Regions from separate parts of the Gossypium arboreum genome. Here region 1 is linked to region 2. Evidence: chromatin contacts called from public Hi-C data. All regions are on one chromosome and are shown on one strand. The core of a region is the stretch at or near the end of the contact, and the rest is flanking DNA. Distances in the headings are between cores, read along the strand shown.

Region 1 (3,059 bases), core at 482-2,981, 180 kb after region 2:
TAAATCTTTATGTTTTTCATAAAGTTGTTCTATTAGTTTTAACTATTCTATTCTTTCATTTTTATCGATGTCTTAGTAAATTTGTTCTTCCAATGTTCTATAAGTTGTTTATAGGATTGAAAATCATATTTTTGTTGATGAGTATATCTTATTCCTTATTTTCAGTTTTGTAGCCTGTTATGAATAAAATGTTTAGGTTATGTTTATATACTAAGGCTAGAAAATTTTTATCAGTGAAAATATTTACAAAAATAAATGGAGCTATCTGCAAACAGTAAGTTCAATTTCAAAAGTTTTTTAGAATATTTTTTAGGAGCCTATGTTTTTACAAATGATTTAAATGAAAATTCCCCTACTATAAATTTAAACTTGGTCATGAACCATTTGATATAAGTAGTATTGAATGGGGTTTTGTTAAAAAAATAACATTTCAAAATTTTCTTTACATTTATTAAAAAATTTCTGCATTTATTAAATCTATATTATTACGAATGATATATAAAGATGATTTTATTATTATTTTCATATTGAAATCAGTAGTCTTATTGGTATAGCTGAAAAAAGAAAAAAATTATTAGCCATATCAAATTTGGATCATTAGAAAAATGATTGGAGGTCTCAACCTTTCAGCAGCAAAGGAAGAAAAAAAAAAACATTTGACAAAAAATATTGACAAGTGTTATAATAATCCTAGTTATTATCATATCCAAACAGGAATAGATTTACTGACCAAGGTCCAATATTTACTTCAACAAAAAACTTATAGCCTATGGATTGATGAAAGAAGAATATTGACATATGATACTAGAAACACTTAGGTTGACAGAGACGAAGTATTCGTGCAACTATTAAAAAAGAAAGCTAACATGGAGATTGATAATTTTTCATCACACATAATAGAAGAAATCAAGAATATGTCGAAAAATTCATTATAGCTAGATAAAATGAAGAAAATGAATCTAGTTAATATTCAAGAAGAATAAAAGCCAATTAGAAAAAATCAATTAAAATATCAAGAAAGCAACTTAATAAAATAACATCCAAGTGAAAACAAAAGAAGCTACTTGAGAAAATGACATCCAAAAAAACAACATAAGAAAATGACATCCAGATGACAACATGAAAGCAATCATGTCAAATCAATAATAAAACATTTTTCTTATAAAAAAAACTGTGCGGGATTATAAAGAAATTTATATGAACATAGTTTAGCCTAATAGACTTCAACAACTAATAGTTGTAATGATGAGACATTATCAGAAAACATAGTTTAGCCTAATAGACTTCAACAACTAGGTACACGACACATTTTAACATTCGAAAGAAACATTACAACTTTGGATGAGTTGAAATGAGAATCTTAGATATTGCTGAAGATCACGAAGGGTACCTATTGTTCACCTGCTAATGACCCAGAATGCCAGACACCAACAAAATAAAATCACGATATAATCAACATACAATGAAAATGGATTAAAAAAAAAAGTAGATAAGTTGGTGCTTAAATCATACAAATTTAAACTATATAAATCGAAAATAGTAATTTTGAGGCAAATTAGTGACTGAACAACAGCCAAGATCAACATTGTGATCTGTTTAATTGATATTCATCAAGAACAATTAGATTTCACTTTGCAATATTGAATCAATCACCCAAATAATATGAAACCAATGGTGTACATATGGAGGAAAAATAGAACAGGAGAGGGTCAGTATTTGTTGATGCTGAGAGAAACAATTGACAAGAGAAGCTGATAGACAGTAACGGCGCTACCGTGCGGGGAGAAAGCTGGAGGCGAGATGGAGGTTGGGAAATTATGTCCATTGATTTAGGAAAGGCAAAGTGGAAATGAGAGAAACCGACGAAGGCTTGGTAGGGCTTAGCCTTAGATTTTTTTTTAATAGGGTAAGTGAATTTGGGTTGTGCTTGTTATTTTGTTTGGGTTTGGACTTTGAATAAATTGTATTGTTTATTTTGGATTTGGGTTTGGCTGACTAATATTTTGGATTTGAGTTTGGTGTATGTATATATATTGTTCATGCCTTTTATGAATTTCTTATTATTTAAATAGATATATTGATTAATATTATTTAAAAATGTAATTTTTTTGAAAGAAACTATATTTGTAATATTATGAATTATAAGAAAGAAAAGTTGAAAAATACAACTATTATAATAAAGTTTAAAATGATTTTAATTTTAAAAATAATAATATTTTTAGAAATCTATATATTTAATACTTTTTAATTTTAGAAATAAAGCTTTAAATAATTTCTTTCGGTACGAAATAAAGTTTTAAATAATGTAAAAACATAAATTTGACTTATGAAAAAATAAAAATAAAAACAGTTCACTAATTTTTGTTTGTTTGGATAATTTTGAGGATCAAATTGAGACCCTTCGTAATTTGAGGGTTAATCTTTTAAAAAATTATGACCAAGTCGATATAATATGTAAAAGTCGAGGGCTAAATTTATTATTATATTAATTTTTTAACTGTCACGTTACCTCCCATCAGACATTTAATGGCACTTAACGGAAATGGGTCAAAAAAATAATTTTGATTAATTAAGTGACCAAATTAAAAAATTGATAGTTGGGTGATAAAAAATAAAATAGGCAATAATTGGGTAACTGTGAATTATTTAAATTCAAATTTTAAAATTAAATTACTATTTATTAGGTATATATTTTAATTAACATATCATTATTTAAATTTAATAGAATATATATTTTAAATTTCTTCTATGATTTTTTATTTATTTTAAAAACGATATATCACTTAAATTAATTTAAAATCTTAAATTAAAACATATTAAAACAAATCTAAAACAAAAACGTTTAAAGTTTCTTTAAGAACAAAACGTTTAAAGTTTATCTTTTAGATATTATTATTAATTTTAAATTATAATTTTGTATTTTTATTTAAATTTTGTATTGATTTTAAAAATAAATTATATGTAAAAATATGTTGTTGCCAAGTGTCAATGGGATAGTTATGACAAGTGGAAAAAGAATTAAGTTGTCCTTTTTAGCTGAGAGACTAATACCATATAAT
Region 2 (2,994 bases), core at 93-2,592:
GGTTCTAGAGTTACCATAAAAAAGATGACTCCGGAGCAAGTTTGAAGATTTCAAAGCCATGTGGCCCTTTCTTTTCCTCTTGAGAAAAAAAAAGTATAATAAAAACAAATAAATTAAATTATATAGCTAAAATCCAGGAAATGGGGCAAAAAAATTAATAAGGAAAGAAATGTCAGCAAGCAAAAGTCCAAAAGCTGAAATGGAGAGATTCTTTGCAGAGTGCAGTAGTTTAGTTTATTTAATTTACTTTCAAAATTTTGTTTTAAAAGTCAGATTTTAATAAAGGAAAATCGTACGAGGAAATTGTTTGTTCTATTTTCTGATTAATTTATTACTTGGAAGATTCGCAAAGAGAAGGAAAAGGCGGTAGGTGAAGGTGATTGAGTTCTATAAAAGGAAGGAAAGTGCTAACGTACGTGTTAAAATATTCTTCCCACTGTTTATTAAAATTAAAATTGTAATCCAAATATTTTTACAATTTAAGTATCTATTTCGATCATTTTGATATCTGCGGGAAGCAGAAATCTGATATACAATGAGCTGAACACAAAAAACAGTAAATTCCCTCATTCATGGCAAATGAAACAAGAATCATACAAGACTACTTCAAAGAAATTTCAGCTAATATTCGGTATCTTAAAGCACATAACTTTGATTTCAATGTCCCAAATTTAATACAGAAAAAAGAAATTGTTAGCTTGGACTTGGGAATCACTTTAACAGCAACCTGTTCTCCTTTTAACTTCCTTTCTGGAGCTTAGCAGAACAAATATACAACTCCTTCAAAAACCCTAATCTTTTATCCGGTTCAACTCCATCCTCATCCTCCTTCGTCTCCGTAATTCCCGCCGCCTTCTTGTTACGCTCCCACCGTCTCAACACCGCCCGGATGTGTTTCTCCGGAGAAGGAGACGGAAAACGATTTCTTAAGAAACCTCAGCGGCGTCGAAGGAGTTTTGGGTTTGGTTGGGTGGTCGGAGGCAGGGTAGGATAGTCATTTTGGGTGGTTGTGTTTGGGTTTTTAAGGCTTGGAAGTACAGCCTCCCATTGGGAAGGAAGAAGAAGAAAACACTCAACAAGAAACTGCAGTTGCAGTTTACCCTTTTGCAAAGATCTTTGATGTTGTGTTCAGCTTATTGTAAGAAAAACACAAATTGAGAGGGAATAAAGCTAAGTTCGGATTACTTTTTATTATTATGATATTGTTATTTAAGACTAAAAATAAATTAAACTTATTGTATCTCTTCGCTCATCCAAACATATCATAAGAAAACAAATAAATATATAAAATATCTACCTCATATTTCCGTTTCCACTTTGACCAAAATCATCTAATCAAGTAAGGTGAGTATCTAAATTATAAATATTTTAATATTTAAAATAAATTTTTATAATTAAATGATTATGTATGTAGTTTATTCGAAGCTTTATGCTAATTCCACTTTCAATCATACATGTCTTTTACTTTTGTTTTTTTTTTTTCGACATTTAAATTAGGATTGAGCAAAATTTGATTCGATTTAAAAATTTTGATAAAAATTTAAATTTTGAATTAAATAGTTTAAGTTATTTGAATTAATCAAGTTATTCGGATCAACTCGAATAAAAAATTAAGTTTTTCAGTTTAACTCGAATATGAATTACACAATTCGAGTTATCTGAAGGTCCGAGTAAGAAAAGACAAAACTACGTTGTTTTGATAAATGTTTACTCATTAAGTTAAAAGGCAAAACCATTATATTGTTTATGTAGTTAAATAATCTTGTACTTCATCTACTAATTAAATAATCAGTCTATAAAAACGCAACATTGAGTATAAATAATAGGATTCGTTAACTTGACTCGAAATTTCTTGACTCAATTCGATTCAATTAAAAAAAATCAAATTGGGTTTGGTTGCTAAAATAGAATTCGTCAACTCGACTAACTCAAAATTTTTTTACTTGATTCAACTCGACTAGATCGAATGCTCACCCCAAATTTAAACTATCATTCATTACTTAAATTGACTTATAGCATTAAAAATAATTAATATTAGGTACATTAACACTATTAAAATATTTTTCTAATTATATAAGCAGATTTAAAAATTGACATATACCTAATCTCTTTTAAAAATTGACTCAAAGCATTAAACATAATTAATATTAGGTGCAAATTAAATTGTGCTCGAATTAAAATTAAAAACATATTGGAAATACAAGAAATGGGCCTACAAAATGATGTTGGCTTTCAAAAGCAAAAGGTTTGGATGTTAAATTAAACAAATTAATTTGGCCTTTAGAAACAAATTAAAACTAATTTGGGCCTTAAAAATTAAATGTTAATTTAATCTTTTTATAATTAATTTGAGCTCTAAAAAAATCTTTCAACATTAAGCCTGAAAATGATTTTTATTTAAAACTGATTTTTTAATTTTCTAAAAATAATTTTTTTCAACAAATTTCTTATTATTTTTTTCAAAACCAACATCCTAATATCCACCCCACTTCATGTCAAAATTTCAAAAATTAAATTAAACTAAATTAGAATTTATTTAAAATTGATTTAAAATTAATTAAATCCAAATTAAATAAAATCTAATTTAATTTAATTCAGACCAAAAATAAAAAGTAATCTGCTACCTTTGATAATTTTGAAGCCTAATTCGAAATTGCAATCCCTAGATAAAATTAGGTGTCTACACTTCGCATCACCCTTCAAGTTGAGGTTGTAATGTATTTATATTATTTTTATTTTTTATAAGATCCTTGGCATGCATTTAAAGGCTTAGATTGAAATTATATTTGTAAATTTTTATTCTTAACTTAAATTTCTTTTGGTTTATTAATGAAGTTTTACTCTGTTATTCATTTCGAATACATGTATGTCTTGTATTTTAAGTTTAAATGAGTTTATAAATTAAGTTAAAATGATTTAAAACCCATTGATATATTTTAGTAGTGTTTGGGGATGTTTTAGAGTGTTTTTAGATTGATTTTTAGTTCTATGGCT

Evidence for each region. Hi-C and Micro-C count contacts between places; a contact is called where the count stands out from the background.
Region 1: a Hi-C map of leaf shows a contact between it and region 2, with 2.3 times the contacts expected there. The contact joins the enhancer-like site here to the promoter of LOC108479867 in region 2. A contact is called at or near these places in 2 of 5 Hi-C or Micro-C datasets (both in leaf).

The regions. Positions count from the first base shown.
Region 1 is chr12:11,880,765-11,883,823 of ASM2569848v2, forward strand. No RefSeq gene overlaps it. Among protein-coding and RNA genes, the nearest start is that of LOC128286172, 51 kb to the right of the region's middle. Within about 2 kb of position 1,732, at least 2 of the 2 cell types and tissues checked have an H3K27ac peak or open chromatin away from gene starts, as enhancers often do. A contact at or near this core is called in leaf, where this site is marked.
Region 2 is chr12:11,696,211-11,699,204 of ASM2569848v2, forward strand. It overlaps LOC108479867 (caffeoylshikimate esterase), which reads right to left and starts at 1,343. Exons shown (of 10, transcript XM_053023082.1): 1 at 1,298-1,343; 2 at 15-78. The coding sequence starts at 60.